3 separate regions of the Sus scrofa genome follow, and regions 2 and 3 are each linked to region 1. The links are chromatin contacts, called in public Hi-C maps. All regions are on one chromosome and are shown on one strand. Each heading gives the region's core, a stretch centred on a gene start, on an enhancer-like site or on the middle of the called end of the contact. The rest is flanking DNA. Distances are from core to core; before and after follow the strand shown. Region 1 overlaps AKAP13 (A-kinase anchor protein 13). Region 2 overlaps AKAP13 (A-kinase anchor protein 13). Region 3 overlaps AKAP13 (A-kinase anchor protein 13).

Region 1 (3,599 bases), core at 728-3,227:
AACACGAAAAGAGGAAAGAGACAAGGAGAGGAGGAACCTTAAAAAAAAATAAATAAATAAATAAATAAATAATGCTTTGTTTTCTTCTTTATACTAGTCAAGAAACAATTAGGACAGAGATATCCTCACAGGAAAGCTAAGGGTCTATTGCCAAGCATGAGGCTGTACTCAAGGACACTAATCACCAGGACTTAATATGGAGGACTAAGAAACAGAGGCATTTCAATTCAAGGATGTGAGTTTGTTCCTTCCCTTTTTCAGGGGCTTCTGGAAACAAAAGACACATGTACCCATGCAGGGTGTGTTCTCTTTTCTTTCCCCAGGGGCAAAAGCAACATTTGTCTGAATAATGCCTGCTGTACAAGTAGCCACCCAGGCATTAGTCATGAATATTATCTGTAATAAGGGGTGGGTTAGAACAGCCAGCACCTCCCTACCACTGTACTCCAGTAAAATGAAGCTTGTTTATCACAATTCATACACTTGAAGCAGCTTGGGAGGGTACAGTTCTGTTTACCTACTGGGGTGACTTTAAGAAAAAATAACTTTTAGTTCTCTAAAGAGTAAAAACAGTGCACCCTCAAGTCTCGACAAGGAAGCACCGTTTTCTGAAGAGGCAAAGTGATTTAGTCCAGTAACCTGATTTTTCTGCTTCCAAAAGTTTTTTTTTTTTAAACAAGCATGGAATCTAAAGCTTAAAGCACTGTTTCTCTTGACAAATTTAAGACTTCTTGTTTTACAAGTTAATAGATTTAAACAAGAAAATAATCAAGACCCTGAAGAAAAACAATTCTGAAAATTAATATTAAATATAGAATTACTCTATGATCCAGCAAACCCCCTACAAAGCACATGAAAACCCAAAGAATATGAAAACACATGTCCATCACCAACACCTAAATGTTCACAGCAATTATTATTCACAATAGCCAAAAAGTAGAAATAAGCCAAATGTACTAGTGTGGTATATCCCTACAACAGAATATTACTTGGCAATGAAAAGAAATGAAATACTGATCAATGTTACAACATGGAATGAACCTTGAAACATAATACTAAGTGAAAGAAATCAGTCACAAAGACTACATATTTTAGAATTCCGATTACATGGTTCCAAAATGGGCAAATCCATAAAGAGATTAGTAACTATTAGCTGAGGGGGTGTGGGGGTGGACTGCTAATGAATATGTGGTTTTTTATGGTGTGGTGATAATGTTATAAAATTAGTAGTGACAGCTGTACCACTGTGTAAATATATTAAAAACTACTAAACTACTTTACTTGAACAAGCAGATTTTATGGTTATGTGAATTACTTCTCAATAAAACTGTCAGGAAAACCTACTGAACCTTTTTTTCATCTCTAAAAATGGCATACTTCATATTTTTAGTCAGTACTGATCTTTACATTTAAATCTCATTTTTGCTCTCAGTTTCTATACAAAGAAAGGACAGTCAGGTTTAAGACCTCTTTTTGTGGCAATTCCCATTTTCTGACATGTTAAACCTCATGACGAATTGGAAAGTCTCATGCTCACAGGGAAAACCTTTTCATTACAATCTCCAAGGGATCGATGCACGAGGTTCTGTTCCAAATCTACGCTGTGTAAAACCTTCACTAAACATGTCCACATTTGTATGTGAGGGAACACGAGAGAAAGGGGAAAAAAATCTATTGTGAATTTTAAAATCCCCTAAACAAGGCCTTATATCAGACATAGCAGAGCAGGCTAAATATATTTTGTGCTCCTACAGAATTGATGCCACTTACCACCTGTGTCTTCAGGCCTTGTTTCACCTCAGGTGTCATAGCTCTGTTGCTGATAGCCACCTCTGCAGAAATTGAACTTTCCCCAGGGTTATTCAGAAAATCCACTTCATCTTCAGCTTTTGTGTCTGGCATTTCTGAAGAGAACAAGGCAGTTCCAGAGTGCATTTGAAAAATTGATTCCTGGATCTTATTATTTACACAACATGTCCCAGATTTCATATGTTTGCTCTTGCTTTTGTGTTAAACAGAAGTATTGCTTTGGAGCCAGTGACCAGTGCTAAGCTAGTCCTTAATCGCATGGTTGTATGGTTTTTCCTTAGCCTCTATGTGGGTTTGTAGCTAAGCGAAGATGCAGTTCAACGTCCACTGAACTTCCATTTTCACTACTGACTCTTTTTTTAGGGCTGCACCTGTGGCATATTGAGGTTCCCAGGCTAGGGGTGGAATCAGAGCTGCAGCCGCCAGCCTACGCCACAGCCACAGCAACGTGGGATCCGAGCCACGTCTGTGAACTACACCACAGCTCTCGGCAATGCTGGATCCCAAATCCACTGAGCGAGGCCAGGGATTGAACCCGTGACCTCATGGTTACTAGTTGGATTCATTTCTATTGCGCCACAATGGGAACTCCCATTATTGACTTTTAATGACAATTCAAATGAGTGTGGTGCTGACCAGCATGTGGAAAAGTACACTCACAAGCTTGAAGGGAAGAGACTGACAGCTTAAGCTAGTAGTCCATCTGGATCATCATCAAAGAGGCAAGAGACATTTGCAGGTATTTGTACAGAACAAAAACAGCTGCTGAGAATGAGACAAAGCCTTTGGAAAGAGTCTCACTTTCTTTAAAACATTTTATACATACTGATCTTTCCATCACTGAAACTGATGAGACTGAACTACTCTAGTAAATTATGTTTTGTTTTCACTTTTATTTTTTCCCAAACCAAAACAATAAAAAACAAGCAATTCCTTTTCTCAAGGAAAAGTCTTTTCATGTTGTCTTTAGAATTAAGCTCAACAGACCAAAATTTAATAACTACCATATGGTCAAGCATATACAGGAAGGAAGTGATAAAATGATGTCTGAGGCAAAAATCATGCTTTGATACTTCTTTAAAGGGAAATGATGGCTGAACAGTCAAAATTCACCTTGATAATCCAAATACAAATGGAATCATGATCTCAATTTCATTTGAAAATACTTTTCTGTGATTGTTAGTAATCTAGTCATGTCACTACTCTAGCAGAGTTCCCTATACCAAAAGTTAGAGGTGGTTCTTTACCAAAGGATAAATTATATTAAGATATATGATTAATTATATTAATATATATGACCACTGTTTTTTAACTGCATACTGTGACCTGTAATAAAGGCCTACTTTAGACTTAGGAAAGTTACATTCCTATAACTGAACATTTACAAGTCTCCTTTCTTTGTCCTTATTCATAATTATATAACCTCACTAGCATTTAAAAAAATGGGCACTCTTCCTTATTAAAAGAACCAAAATCTCTCCTACACTTCATAAAATGTGATTAAAGTTTAAAAAAAATATGACTAAGCAATCCCCTTAGAAGTACTCCTTGACTGAAATATTTCTAAGTGAGTAAAATAGGTTTCTTATAGTTTTTTTTTTGTTTTGTTTTTTAGAGAGGGTTGATGATTTTTATTTTATTTGAGGATGTGATTTTTGGTACATCCTTACTATCCTATACCCATCAACTGAAAATGTGTGTCTTGGCAAGTGGCAACCACTCACAATGGTAAACAGAGATTACTGAGACTTGTGGGGTGTGTTGGCCCAACTCAGTCATGCACATCCAAC
Region 2 (3,599 bases), core at 626-3,125, 130 kb before region 1:
AAAGGTTCGAATCATGTTTTCTACATGATGAGCCCTTTCAGGTTCATCACAGAATCTGGTTGGAAATGTTTTAAATTGGCACAATTTGAAAAACAATTTATGAGCAATACTCTAGTGACAGATTTCTTTTTAGATCAAATACCAAAGGCCCTCAAAAGGATTATGAGGAAAAAGAAAAATAATTGGGAGACTCGGGGGTGGGGGGAGGTGGACAGAAAACTGCAAGAGCATGTAAGAAATAACTTGGAGGACTCTGTCCTGGGCCAGTTAAGTCTGAGGGGTGGGAGAGCAGTAATACTGCATTACACTCACGACTCACCCTCCCCGTATTAACTGCAAACTGAGCACTGTTAACTACAAACAGTAGAAGAACAATTCCACTTACCAGTGACGCAAAGATGTATTTCTGGTCTTTTTCTTGAAGGAAAACTAAAATGTCAGTAAGCAGGACCGCTTGAACCTCTGCAGAGTGGAGAGGAGAGACCAGTGAGCAGAACCAGCAAGAGCCTTCAGGCTTTATTAGAGACTAACTCAGCAGCACACCCACGGGCACATGGGGTGGAGATCACTCCTCCCGGATCTGGTCTTGAGACTTTCAGAAGCATTTTAAGATGGGATTTATCACCAAAGCTTTGTTGTAGGAAGGCTTAAAAGCACTCTGTGCTGGAACGATATATCCCATGAGCAAGGTTTTTAGAACAAAATACTTTTAAAAGTTGGGAAGCAGGACTCCAACAGATGTTAATGGCAACATATGCTACAAAATGCTCAGGTCACTAACTCTTCACTTCTGATCATAGTACTGGGAAAGGCGTGGGACAGCAGACAGGGAGGCTGCCAGAAGGTGAGGTAGAAGAATATCTCGGTTCAATGAAAGGCAGACTTCCTCCATACCCCTGGGAGGACGGGATGGCTGGACAATGGCCACTGGCAGCAAAAGTCCTTGTGAGAACCTCTCTGAGCCCCAGTTCCAACACACCACAGACAACCTCAACCTCTCTGCATCTCAGTTAAAACAGAACAAAAGCCAGATGAACATCTCTAGTTGGGCCCAGGAATCAAAAGAATGTCACAAACTCTTGCTCTAATTCTTTAGGAGTATGAAGTGACACTTTCCACTACCTCCTTGAGGGCAAACTGTGCTGTTCCTGGGGGTGGGCCATCTACTGAGATCTAACAGGCCGGCCCCTCTGTACCACCCTCATTCTGGAGAGGGGAGCCTATTTTGACTCCCTGGAGAGAAAGAACGGGCTGACTTATATGCAGTTCCCTTCTGGGTGGTCAGGCCCCTCCTGGCCTTTTCTACCACTTTTGCCAAAACTGGGGTCCCCTCTCTGTGTAATTCGTTGCGAAGCTATGAAGAAAACAGAAGCAAGAATGTCTGATTCCTAGGGAGGTCTAGTTTTTCAGCCTGGACTAGAGTAATTTTCCATGTACTACCATTAGTTTTGACAATTTTTTTAAAGTTTACTTTTAAATAGTTCAGGTGTCTGCCAAAAAAAAAAAAAAAGGTTCTAAAACACAAGTTTCAACTTTATTAGATCTTGAAGTTTATATGATCAGTGTCAGTAGATCAGAGAAAAACAATCCCATCCCTTTCAAAGGTTACCCAACATAGTACTGGCTGTTCTTGGCACAAGTTCACTTGGGGTGAAAATGACTAAACACCAATTCCTATCTCCACTGGAGACATTTCAGGCCAGAAAACGTATCGTTCTACCATTGCTTTGACCACAACTTTATTCCAACAGCTGGGATCTATTACTTTTTATTTTGGGAATGAATCAATAAAATGCTGTATAAAGGAAAGAACACAGTGCTGGCTCCAGGCAGCAGCAGCTCTAGGAAACCCATCCTTACAGGAGAGAAGAGAGAGGAGGTGCTTCTCAACTGCCAGGCTGCCTCAAAGCTGGTCCTGAAGTGGCAGTGAAGGCAGGGTCCTCAGCTGTGGGTCTCAGGACAGCTGAGTACCAGGGCTGGGAGGAAGGGGCCTCAGGGATCATTCGGTTCCAGTGCACCACGCAGCAGTGACATACATGGCTGGTTGGTGGCAGGAAGGGGTATTTCTTCTCTCTGAAATGGCCCTGCCTGGATAAGCCCTTCCTAGCACCCCTGTAACAGTGACTGCCCTCTTCACTCTCGCTGTAGCTACACCGCCCCCGGCAGCTCAATTATATGCACTCTAATCCACCCTTTTCCTGCTTAAAAGCCTCGATTCTGAATCCACTCTTCGCCCACTCCTATCACCAGGATCACTGTCAGCCCAGCAGTCAGTCCAGAGTACACACCCGCTCCAACCCGGCCCCCAGCTGATGCTGCAGCCTTATTTCCTGTCCCTCCCGGTCTCACTCTGCTGCTTGTCCCAGACCCTGACCACCCGCCCTTCTCCACATGCCAGACCCTTCATCTCTGCACTTCCACTTACTCCTCCCACCTGTCTGGCTCCCTCTTCATCCTTTGAGACTGAACTCATGTTCACCTCCCACCCTCACTGGGGCTGAGCGAGGCTCTCACAAGGACCTCTCAACCCTCTCCCAGTCCCCAGTCCACACCTCTCTTCCAGTCCCATCATACTGCGGAGCAAGAACCTCTTTACACGTCTTCATTCTGATCCCAATCTCAGAATGCAGGGTGTCCTGCTTCATTCACCTCTGAGACCAGCTGATCGCCTGGGACTTCTTTATAGTTGGCCTAAGCATGGTGAAACGCTAGCTAAGGACTCTTGGGAGTTCTGACAGTAGTGACCTACAGCATCACTTAGACTTCGGAGATGAGAAAAGCACCCGTTTCACTCACCTGAGCTGTATGCCAGTGGGCTGACAGCACCGGGCTGCTTTGTGTACTCAGCTCACTAAGGCCAGGGAGAGGGCTGGGTATACCCAAGGCTACTGGTGAGGTTAGAGTTACCAGACAGCACCAGAAAATATAGGTTTGATAAAAACAATTATTAAAGCAAACCCAGATGTACAGATGAGTTAATAAACCTAATTTCCTTAACGTGAAGGAGCTGATCACTTAAAAAGTAAAAACCAAAATCAAATGGACAAAAGAGTATCTTTTGTGCTCTCTTTTGCTTAGAGAAAGATTAAGGATATGAGTAACAAGGTTTAATAATAAATCTAGTTGCTGTTGAGTTAAACTTACGTTTCTCTAAGGTCTCAGGAACTGAAAATTCCTCTGACATCTCTTTGGAATGAGTGATGTATTTTTAATCTCAGAGTCTATGAACTGTGCAACTGACGGTGTTTCCCTCCTGGCAACTGTTTTGCCACACCCAAGCCCAACGGCGTCACCCACCTCTCCTAGGCCTGCATCGCTTCCTCATTATCTTACTGTATTTTGTACAGTGTTGTGAGCCTTCTCAAACCTGTCCTTTTTGATACAAGATTAGGAACAATTAAATGACTTGCTTCTGTGTGATGTGTGGACATGGGTCCCTAGGAACAATCTGGTGGTGAATTACTAAACAAACACACTTGGATTCGGCCTGCTCCCCTCTGGCACGTGCTTTTAGCCCCAGACAAAAGTGAGCCTCACCTTTCAACCTTCCTGCCGCACTCTTCAGAAACACGCCCCCATCCCGCACAAGCTTCTTCCGC
Region 3 (3,599 bases), core at 807-3,306, 82 kb after region 1:
TGGCTCTGGCGTAGGCCTGTGGCTATAGCTCAATTTGACTCCTAGCCTGGGAACCTCCATGTGCAGAGGGAGCAGCCCTAGGAAAGGCAAAAAGACAAAAAAAAAAAAAAAAAAAAATGGTCCTTCTTCTAAAACAAAGTTATAGAAATAGATATTGGTTTGTTTTGTGCATTTTAAACGAAAAGAATCCAGGGCCAAAGATATTCTTTCTTACGATGTTTCTCTACTGTGAAAATGTTTCTGCCTCCTCCCAGAAGCAATTACATGCAAAAACACTCAGTGCTAAGAAAGGAAGGAGGACATAAACAAACAGATCTGTTGGGGTCTGGAAATTTGTAATTAGAATGGCTCATCCCTTTGAAAATCTAACATATGTGGGTTTTATCCCAATCATATGGTGTGTAATGGTAACCATCCCTTACATAACCTTACAGCACGGTTGGAAATGAATTTCCATGTCATGTATGAGTATCTCTCTGCTTTAAAAAAAAAAAAAAAAAGTATTTCATTTTTTAAGGAAAAAAAACTTTCGGTTTTCCTGAGGGACACCTGGACCACAAATCTTGGGGACCTCAAAAGACGAGTTTATAACTGAATAATCTGGGAAATGAACCCCAAGTTTTCCCTCCTTAAATATGTCCTTACAGTCATTTTAGTTAGCAAATCATCAGCGTCCAGTATAAACCTTTCAAGTCAGTATGAAAGCCACAGCAATCAATTGTAGAATATTCTTAACCATAAAGTACTCAATGCCCCCGGAACATCTCGGCAACTGGTAAAACATTCTTCTTCTCCCCGCCCCCCTTTTTATGGCCAGATCCTCAGCATACAGAAGTTCCCAGGCTAGGGGTCAAATTGGAACTGCAGCGGAGGCCTATGCCACAGCAACACTGGATCTGAGTCACATATGTGAGCTATATTGCAGCTTGTGGCAATACTGGATTCTTAACTCAGTGAGCAAGGCCAGGGATCGACTCGCATCTTCACGGGCACTATGTTGTGTTCTTAACCTGCTGATCCACAACAGGAACTCCAGGACATTATTCTAATAGAGAAAAGCATCAAAGAGCCACAGGGGCTGCACTGGACAAGAAAAATGCCTTACTGTTCAGGATCTTCGCCTTCCCTTCCTTTTACTGGTCCCAGGCTAAAAAAACCCGCCTATCCGCCTGAAGAAGCTCTAAGTATAAAGATAAGTGTTTCACCAAGTAATTCAAAAGGATGGCTATTACTGACTTCCCTACATCAAAAATTACAATCCACATTGTGACTCTTTTTTTCTACTTAAGAGGGATTTCAATTAGTAACTGTAAACTACTCTCCAATGTGCCTACAGTGCATACACATTGGCTATCTAATCTTTACCTGTTTACTCCTCTGAAAAAAAGTTCAATGCTATCTTTTCAAACATTCCTCTTCTTTCAGTGATCCCATAGCTACCTTCTTCTCTCTTACTTAGCCCACTTATTCCCAGACTTACACCATGACTTCTCTGTACACGTACTCTGAATCCTAAATTTAAAGCACTGCCTCCTGCAAACAGGCTGGGCTAATTATTTTTGGATTCTGCTACCTGACCAGATCTACCACAACCCCCATGAAGCTTCAATCAAATCCCTCCATCTCTCTGTAGCTCAGTTTCTTCACTCTTCCAGAAAACTGAGCTCAACTGCCCCTAAAATACAATGATTCCTATGACTCATCAAACTGTCCTCCACCCCTGACCTCTCCCACAAAGTTCACTCCCACACAGAGAGCTGCCTGTGGGACAGTTACTTGGGTGCATCATCACAACTTTTTCTCCAGAAAAGTAAAGTGATGAGAGGAGAAAGGAAGTGACTTTCTCTAGCTTATAATCTACAGGATTAATCCAGTACTTTATTCTTGACCCTACTGTCTCTTTGTACCTCACCGAGCTTCCAGCCTGGCCTGGCCAGATTTCTTCTAGAATAAGCCTGGGGTCTGAGATAAGAGGCAACCAAAGACCCCACCCTTCTCCTCCTTCCGAAGTTTAAAAATCTTGCTTCCTTTTCAGCTGTTAGTCTGGGGGAGGATTTATTTACTGTTGCTAATGTCCACTTGCTAGGTTGCTAGGTCCGCTAACGATCAGTGTGTGTGGGTGGGCCTTTTTGTTTGTTTTAGAAATAGGAACCTTTGCTTCATGTGCCTGCCTTTTTCTTTTATCATCTGATAACATTCCCCATCTCCCATCCCTTCTGGGAAGTCTATGCTTTTATCCTGAGAAGGGCTCTACAGCCAAAGGGTACATGTACTATGTGCATAAAAATATAGCAGCCACTTCGTTTGCTCTAAGTTTTTTACTGCAAAAGAAAAGCTCAGACCATAAGTCCCATAAAGGCTAGAGATAATAACTCAGGATTCAAGAGATACAGGAATTATGTCTAGCATTACCTTTTCAATCTGCTAAGAGACTAGGTTATTTATTTCACAGAATACATCTCTAGAATAAAACACTATTGGACACTCTCAGCTACACTCCCCCTGGGGCTTCGGCACATATTCCCTTACAGCATATGCACAATAAAGACATTGTTATCACATTTATTTCCTTAGCAACATTATTAATCACAAAGATGATTACTAACCAAGACCCACACACACCCCCCAGAAAGTGGAAGTTCCCGTCATGGCACAGCAGAAACAAATCCGACTACGAACCATGAGGTTGTGGGTTCGATCCCTGGCCTCGCTCAGTGGGTTTAGGATCCAGAGTTGCCGTGAGCTATGGTGTAGGTTGCAGAGGCAGCTCGGATTTGGCGTTTCTGTGGCTGTGGTGTAGGCCAGTGGCTACAGCTCCAGTTAGAACCGTAGCCTGGGAACCCCCATATGCCGCAGGTGCGGTCCTACAAGGACAGAAGAGAAAAAAGAAAAAAAAAAAAAAAAAAAGAGCGAGAAAGAAAATGAAAGGCCTACTATCAAATCGTTATCATACATTGTTCATTTAGGTTCACAAAGGGACTAATAGCAAATTTTAGAAATGCGGGGTTTTTTCCTCCCAAGAAGCAATTTCAAGCATGAAAGAATATAAAAAACTAAGCAGAATTTTTAAATTACACTGTCCTCTGATAAATGAGATCCAAATTTGCTATTTAAAAACAACAACAACAAAAGTTTCTCAATACAAGAACATCCAATTTACACCTAATATATGGACCTTTTTTTTTTTTTTTCTTTTTAGGGCTGCACCTGAAAGTTCCCAAGCTAGGGGTCAAATGGCAACTGCATCTGCAGGCCTATGCCACAGCAACACCAGATTTAAAACACATCCACAGCCTACACTGCAGACTGCAGAATGCCAGATCCTTAACTCAGTGAGCAAGGCCAGGGATTGAGCCTGCAACCTCATGGATCATGGGATTCTTAGCTCCCTGAGCCCTCCTAAAACATGGATCTTAAAGATGACTACAGAGTAATACAACTATTTTTCCTCAAATAGGTAGTCCAAAATATTTCATTTAAACTAAGAATCCAGTCTGTCTAAGGCTGCAGCTCTACATTAGGATAAATCCAATATCCCCAAGAGGCCTGACTTGACCCCAAGCCATTGGAGGATCTAAAAATTCAGAGTATACTTACAG

Evidence for each region. A called contact is a pair of places that touch in the nucleus more often than the background predicts.
Region 2: a contact with region 1 is called in a Hi-C map of liver, with 8 times the contacts expected there. The contact joins two enhancer-like sites. A contact is called at or near these places in 6 of 47 Hi-C or Micro-C datasets (embryonic fibroblasts, fibroblasts, liver and 2 more) and 2 of 2 datasets of contacts at active chromatin or transcription factors (alveolar macrophages and skeletal muscle).
Region 3: a contact with region 1 is called in a Hi-C map of liver, with 13 times the contacts expected there. The contact joins two enhancer-like sites. A contact is called at or near these places in 4 of 47 Hi-C or Micro-C datasets (epiblast stem cells, liver and skeletal muscle) and 2 of 2 datasets of contacts at active chromatin or transcription factors (alveolar macrophages and skeletal muscle).

What each region holds. Positions count from the first base shown.
Region 1 is chr7:88,073,164-88,076,762 of Sscrofa11.1, reverse strand. It overlaps AKAP13 (A-kinase anchor protein 13), which reads right to left. Exons shown (of 38, transcript XM_021099912.1): 8 at 1,771-1,912. Among named protein-coding and RNA genes, the nearest start is that of AKAP13, 190 kb to the right of the region's middle. Within about 2 kb of position 1,977, at least 6 of the 83 cell types and tissues checked have an H3K27ac peak or open chromatin away from gene starts, as enhancers often do. A contact at or near this core is called in liver, where this site is marked.
Region 2 is chr7:88,200,452-88,204,050 of Sscrofa11.1, reverse strand. AKAP13 (A-kinase anchor protein 13) reads right to left here. Exons shown (of 38, transcript XM_021099912.1): 27 at 3,538-3,599; 28 at 386-462. Among named protein-coding and RNA genes, the nearest start is that of KLHL25, 90 kb to the left of the region's middle. Within about 2 kb of position 1,875, at least 20 of the 83 cell types and tissues checked have an H3K27ac peak or open chromatin away from gene starts, as enhancers often do. A contact at or near this core is called in liver, where this site is marked.
Region 3 is chr7:87,991,123-87,994,721 of Sscrofa11.1, reverse strand. All of the region lies in intron 2 of AKAP13 (A-kinase anchor protein 13), which reads right to left. Among named protein-coding and RNA genes, the nearest start is that of AKAP13, 100 kb to the right of the region's middle. Within about 2 kb of position 2,056, at least 26 of the 83 cell types and tissues checked have an H3K27ac peak or open chromatin away from gene starts, as enhancers often do. A contact at or near this core is called in liver, where this site is marked.